2 separate regions of the Mus musculus genome follow, and region 1 is linked to region 2. The links are chromatin contacts, called in public HiChIP or PLAC-seq maps. All regions are on one chromosome and are shown on one strand. The core of a region is the stretch at or near the end of the contact, and the rest is flanking DNA. Distances in the headings are between cores, read along the strand shown.

The links. HiChIP or PLAC-seq counts read pairs in DNA pulled down with a chosen protein or histone mark.
Region 1: a contact with region 2 is called in an H3K27ac HiChIP or PLAC-seq map of trophoblast stem cells, with 11 times the contacts expected there. The contact joins two enhancer-like sites. A contact is called at or near these places in 2 of 39 promoter capture datasets (maxillary cranial neural crest and pre-B cells), 4 of 115 datasets of contacts at active chromatin or transcription factors (embryonic stem cells, extraembryonic endoderm stem cells, pancreatic cancer cells and 1 more) and 2 of 9 other capture datasets (embryonic stem cells and embryonic trunk).

Annotation. Positions count from the first base shown.
Region 1 is chr19:55,228,946-55,232,506 of GRCm38.p6, reverse strand. It overlaps Gucy2g (guanylate cyclase 2g), which reads left to right. Exons shown (of 21, transcript NM_001081076.3): 5 at 1,348-1,489; 6 at 2,664-2,799. Among named protein-coding and RNA genes, the nearest start is that of Gucy2g, 11 kb to the left of the region's middle. Within about 2 kb of position 1,931, at least 16 of the 459 cell types and tissues checked have an H3K27ac peak or open chromatin away from gene starts, as enhancers often do. A contact at or near this core is called in trophoblast stem cells, where this site is marked.
Region 2 is chr19:53,714,857-53,718,237 of GRCm38.p6, reverse strand. All of the region lies in intron 1 of Rbm20 (RNA binding motif protein 20), which reads right to left. Among named protein-coding and RNA genes, the nearest start is that of Gm30943, 38 kb to the left of the region's middle. RefSeq lists an enhancer at 792-2,669. Within about 2 kb of position 1,642, at least 13 of the 459 cell types and tissues checked have an H3K27ac peak or open chromatin away from gene starts, as enhancers often do. A contact at or near this core is called in trophoblast stem cells, where this site is marked.

The DNA.
Region 1 (3,561 bases), core at 682-3,181, 1.5 Mb before region 2:
ATTTCCTCATAGCCGGATTTCCTCAAACATGAACTGGACTCCTCCGTGGCGTCTCCCTTCCAAGCTGTGGCCTTGAGTGTCACACTACACTGTGTTGACACAGCAGAAAAGATGCCAACGGGAACCTCAGACTATGCTGATGGCCTTTGTCAGGACGATGACGAGACTATTAGTCAGAACGGAGCAGTCAAATGGGGAGTGGCAGAGGTCAGGCAAGCAGATAGGCTTTGTGAGGGAAGACAGTCATGAGAGGTCACGTCAGCCAGCAGGAACATGACTGTGTACAGAGGGAGAACAACATGGCAGAATTTACTGAGAATCCTGCCAAGAGAGGAAACTACTTCCACTCTGGGGCCAAGCTGAGACAATGAAGACAGAGGCTTGATGAGGAATGAGAGTCAGACTGTAAACCCGACTGTGATGATAGTGTGTGTGTGTACCTGTGTGTGCATACCTGTGTGTGCATGTGTGTTTATGTATGTGTGTACACATGTGTATATATGTGTATGCATGTGTGTGTGAGTGTGTGTATGTATATGTGTATTTATGTGTGTGAATGTTTAACATAGGTGTGTATGTGTGTATCTATGAGTTTGTGTGTATGTGTGTGAGTTTGTAATGTATGTGTGTGCATATATGGGTGTGTATGTATGTTTATGTGTGTCTGAATGTGTAATGTGTATATATGTGTGAGTGTATAATGTATGTGTGTGTATATGTGTATGTATATACAGGTATGAGTATGTATGTATGTGTGTATGTGTGTGTGTGTGTACGTGTGTGAGAAAGGATGGTTATTTATAGGGATCTCTCTGTTCCAGCTGCTGTAGGGGAAAGGTGGTTTTGTGTGTGTGTGTTTGTGGGGGTGTGTATGCGTGTATGCACGTGTGTTTTGTTGATTAAATCATCAGGTACTGAAGAACTACTGTGGGCATCTGCCTCATCCAGCCACACTCATGTTTCACGAATTGTTTCATCCCAGATTATAAATGAGTGAGCTGAGCCCACTCTACTCACTCTGCTCTCACAGCCAGACAAATGACAGACATTCTGGCTTCTGAGTCTTCCACCCAGGCCACATCCTCTTCCCACAAATAGCAGATAGCCTCTAGAGCCGTTCTTGGTCTGAGCATGTGATCCAATTAGAAAACAAGGGGCCACAAGGAAAGCTGAAGACTTGGACAGCTAGGTTTGCTATCATCCGGTGTGGGCGTGAGGTAGCTCCCTCCCTTCTCACACACACACTGGCGTGGGCTGGTCCTGTGCTCAGAGGATGGAAAATTATTTCTTCTAGCTGGGTGGCGGGAGCTCGGGGTGTGCGCACCTTGTTTGCTTCTCTTGTTGAAGGTGAGCCCGTACTCTGCCTACCTGCACGATGCTCTCTTACTCTACGCTCAGACTGTGGAGGAAATGAGGAAGGCTGAGAAAGACTTCCGGGATGGGCGGCAGCTGATTAGCACCCTGAGAGCTGGTCAGGTCACACTGCAGGGTAAGGTGGTCTTTGAGCTCAGGCTTCTTAGCCACATCCCTGTGGACTTGGAGATGATGAATGTCTGTCATAGTTTTCCTCAAAGGCCTGCCTCATTCTGTTAATGAATATTTATGATCGCATCACAATTCCAGTTTTCCATAGGGCATATGGGCTTAGAGCTTCCTGACTGCTTCAGGTTTCCCTGACCAGGGGATGAGGAGGCCCCTGAACCTCATCCTTGTTCTTATCTTCATCTCCCTGGGAACTCTCTCTCTCACACACAGCTTCTAATAATGCCCCCCACACCCAAAAGGGACTTGCCTTTAGTATATGTCTGAACAATAAGGAAGGCAGTGTAATATCACAGAAAGAAAAGGGCACCAGGCCTCAGAGCCCTGCACTGTGGGCCAACTCTGCCTCCCTTGGCTCTGGAAGAAAGACTTGGGACCCTGTGCCTCCAGGGCACATGCGATAGGGCTGAGTCACCCCTTTTCTAGGGCCACAGGGACATAGATCACAGGATCACAGGGCCAGGCACATAGAAGCTACTTTATACGTGACAATATTTTGTTCTGTCCTCAGTGGAACCTAACGCCAGGGCATGGCTTCTGGTTTGGGGTGTAGAACAGGTGTTCTTCCCTTTTCCGAAGTCTCTCCTTGATAACCAGAGTTTAGCATGTACCAAGCAGGTCGAGCAAACCTGCTGAAACTGAGCACCCTGTCAAAAGCTTCAGCACCCACCACAGTCAGAAGGAAGGGCCCAGACCTTTACAATCCTCTGTCTCAGGGATGCTTAGAGGTGAGTAGCCAGCACGGCAGGGACCAGAGAGGCAGCTGTCTCTCCTTCATCCCCAGCCAGCTGCTGCCCTCTGGCCATTCAGCTTCCAGTACATTTTCTAATTTCATGGGAAGCAGTTTTGGATGAAATGCAGGCAAGCTGGCTTAATTTTGAGCATTTGGTTTTTTTTTCTTCTTGACATTGGATGAGCCTTGAATTTGGAGCTAAAGAGGTCCACCTGCCTTCCCAGTGTAACTCCCACTTCTGAGACATCTTCTGTCCATTGGTGTTCGTATTGACCCTAGCTCAGGTTCTGTGAAATGGCAAAGCCTTGCATCATGTTTGATGGGATGGGCTGCCGCGTTCAGCTGTGAGAGCCACATTACTCTCACCTGGTATAACCTCTCTTTCCAGGAATCACCGGTCCTGTGCTTTTGGACTCCCAGGGGAAAAGGCACGTGGATTACTCCGTCTATGCTCTGCAGGAATCTGGAAACAGGTCCCTCTTCCTTCCCTTTCTTCATTATGACAGTTTTCAGAAAGTAATCAGGTACTGCTGGTCACTTCTGTAAGATTAATTATGTTGTCCGTGGGGGGAACCAGAAGTCTGGGATCTAGTTCTAACATTCTTCTAGTCAGTCTATTCACTCAGGAATGTCCAAGTCATGGCCTGTGGGCTGCACATATTTCAGGATAATTATAAATGCAACCTAACATAATCTTGTAAACTCACGTGAAGCCTGAGGTATTTTCTGGTATATATGTACACGCAAACACACACAAACTCAGTTCTCAGGCATGGGTTTTGTAGATGACATCATCGTGTTATAGTGTCAGAGCCTTCTGAACTCACAAAGGTCAACTTTGGGAGTTTTGCTCAGATTGTGGGTATGGTTCTTTTCAGGGTCCCTGGGGGAGGAGGGCGCCCAGGAGCACAGCATCCCAAGTACACCTCCAGAGGGGCTTTACCCTCTTTGATGCCCCAGCTGGATCCCATCTCCAATGGGGCCCAGAAGAAGCTCTGAGCTCCCCAAGGCAGTGAATGACAGCGTCACCTTCGGCCCAAGTCCACATTCAGTAAAACCACTTGCCTATAAAGTGTGACTCCCAGAAGCTCATGTGGACATCAGGACCTTGTGCTGTTCTGAGTTCCCAGTACTAGGAATTCCCACAAAAATTTTTGGTTTTGTTTTTCTCAGCTACAAACCAACGAGGAGGTAAAAAGAAAAGCTAGGGTTTAATTCAGTGTCCACCCGCTCCCATTTCTACTAACTCAGATTCCATGGGAGACATTTTCCCTCCCTTATTCTTT
Region 2 (3,381 bases), core at 393-2,892:
ATCTGTGTGTGTGTATCTGTATGAGTGTGTGTGAGTGTGTGTATGTGTATCTGTGTGTGTGTATCTGTATGAGTGTGTGTATGTGTATATCTGTGAGTGTGTATCTGTGTGAGTGTGTGTGTGTATGTGTATCTGTGTGTGTGTGTGTGTGTGTGTGTGTGTGTGTGTGTGTGAATCATAACCTTAAGCAAAGAAGTGAGAGGAAATGCCACTGGTTACTAAAAAGAAAAATGAACAGAAGAAAGTGAGATGTGGACATGACAGCCCTAATTTCTATCATAGATTTTACCGATACACTGTACAGTGGACCTTCCCCATAGGCCCGTGAGGCAGGTAATGGACCTGCCCCATTCATTCTGCAGAAGAGAAAAGAATGCTAGTTAAAGCCCCCAAACTAGTAAACACATAAGCAAAGGGCTGGGGAGGAAGCTCTGTGCTAGATCCGTGCCTAACACACAAAGGCTCTGGGTTCAGTCCTCAGAGCTGCAAACAAGCAGTTGATCATTAAGTTTGGCAATGGATACGTCATGCCTAACACTAGCAAGCAAAATTCAATCCCAAGCCTGGCAACCAATCAATAGGCATAGCTCAGGGCTGGAGTTCCTGTCTAACAGGCGCAAGGCCCTGGGTTCAGTCCTCAGCTCCGGCAGCGGACAAACAAGGACATCATTTGGGCTGAGGACAGTGTGGCATCACAAGAACAGTGTGGTGTCACGAGGACAGGGTGGCGTCACAGGGCTGGGCCTGTACAGAGCATTTAGGTCTGTAGTGACAAGGTACCAGTGGGGATTTGCACAAGGTGCAAAGGTAGTACTGGTGAGAATCTCAATGGTCGCTCGGCCCGCAGTTCTTCCTGCACACAGCTGTATCATTGTGTTTTTAAAACAAAGACTCTCTAAAGCATTATGCAAATGTGACACTTAGAGAGTGAGGTTTAACTAATGCTTAATGCAACACTCAAAAATCTTGCCCTTGACCCTAAATTGATCGCATTAGCTTTATCCCACCTCCCAGGACCCAAGGCTGTGTCATCTCTCTCTATGATTTCACATTTTCCTTTGTAAGCACCAACAGCCCTCATGAGAGCCGGGCGTGGTGGTGCACGCTTTTAATCCCAGCACTTGGGAGGCAGAGGCAGGTGGATTTCTGAGTTTGAGGCCAGTCTGGTCGACAGAGTGAGTTCCAGGACAGCCAGGGCTACACAGAAATACCTTGTCTCAAAAAAACAAACAAAACAAACAAACAAAAAAAGCCCTCATGAGTAAAGTGCCCTGCACCCAAAGCCTTCTAAGTCTGAAGCTATCTGATCCTCTCAGGGTTTCTTCTAGCTTCTTCCCCTCCTGTAAGGAACTACTAATGACTTACAAACAAAAATGGCAAGACAAAAAAAAAAAATACATTCCATTGTACCCCTCCTATCTAGGTGTTTAAATGCCAGCGCTATCTTCCAGCCACCTCGTGATCGCTCTAAACTACATAGCTGTCAACAAAAGGACAGAAAACCAGAAAGTCCTGGTTGACTTGACTTGACAGAACACAGATTTGTCACCAGTTAAAAATAGATCCCCCACCACTCAGAAGGGCACAGGACAGCTTTCAACCCTATCTCTGTGGCCTCCAGCAGTTCGGGGAAACACATCAGGCACTTCATGGAGTGAACGGACAACTAGATAGTCTTTCACAATAACTCCATTTCAATGTGCTCACCAAGGACGAGGTGACAATGAACCCGTGAGGTTGCTTATGAAAATGCTCACATCCAAAGTGATCATAACCATCAGAAAGGACGATAAAGGCCCACACAGCAATGTTCCCAAAGCAACAGCTGCTCCAGCTGTCTTATTTCAGAAGTGGGCAGTGCCACGCAGCCTACCAATGAGCCAACTCCACTCTGCCCTTCAGGTGGGCTGCCGACCCTGACATAAGGCTGTTCGGAATATAGTCACTTCTCAAGAGGTTGATATCCTGGCACTTAGCTCGGAGGCAGAATGTCTGCCTAGTACAAAGACACCTTAGGTTTGAGTCCCACCATAGCCCCCACCCCTAAGAAAATGATTGAAAAAAAAAAAGAAAAAAAATGTAAAGACCACTATAACCATCCAGAGATTTTGTTGTTGGTGATGGTTGTTTAGAGATGCAGTTTCCTGTATCCCAGGATGGTCTAAAACTTATTATGGCCTAAGATCCACCATAAGTGTTTGCTTGCACCTCCTAAGTGCTGGGGCCATGGGCGTATATCCCCCATGCTTAGTTCTTAATGTGCCTAGAACCTGGAACTTTGTGCATTGGGGTGAGTATTCTATCAACCAACATACACCCCTAGCATCAGTTAGATTTTTGTGCCAACAGCTCCTTGTTTGTCTTACCCACATATTTGAGCATAGGGGATTGTTCTCAAGGCCCCAAGGCACAAGAGAACTACACCTGATGCAAGCGCACGACTCTATCATGTGAAAACCGCTAGTGAAATAAGTGCCTTGTGACAGGCTGCCTTCTCTGTTGCAACTTTTTAAGTATTAACTGATCGATCATCCTTCTCACCCAACTCTAATGAACAAGATGAGTGAGCTCTGTGGAGAGGCCATTTTAGCAATCCAAATGTGGTTTCTCATTCCTAGAGAGAACCAGTCTGTGTGCCCACAATGCTTTGCACACTGCCATGTTTAGTGACTAAGGAGAGTACCCATTAAACAGCTCTTTACAAGAGTTTGAGTCATGTGTGAGGACAAAGTGAAGCTCTCCAAACTCTCTGTGTTGGTTATGTCTGTTTGGAGTTTGCCATCTTCATATACAGATGAGCATGCAACCCTGACGGTGCCGAGGATAGCAAGTTCTTGCCTGTCTTTTCCTTAAATGATACTGTAGCACCACTATTTGCAAAGGTCTCTCTCTAAAAGCCAAATAAATTTACTCACACACTCAACAAAGAGATAATTAATTCAAATCTTTCAAAGTGAAAAATCTAATCCTGTCATTGGATATAGGCTGTGTCTTCACTTTTCTTGCTTGCCTGACCATAAACTTATGTAAAAGCATTTTTCTAAAATTGTATAAAAAGCTAGCAAAGCAGAGTATCTGTGCTCTCTGGATGTTCACAGAACCGTCCTCCCAATCCCTATAGTTATTTACTTACTTATTTATGTATTAAATGAATTGTTTAAAGTATCTTTACATCACTTCTCGGCCTTTTGGCTAAGATCAAGTGTAAAGTCTCTCTACAGAGCCCCGGCTATCCTGAAGCTTGCTATGTAGACCAGGCTAGTCTCAGACTCACAGAGATTCTCCTGCCTCTGTCTCCCCAGTGCTGCCATTAAAGACATGTGCCACATAGTACGTGCTTTAAGTTTCTGGAGCATTTGAAGTTTCTCCTCTTTTAGAAAA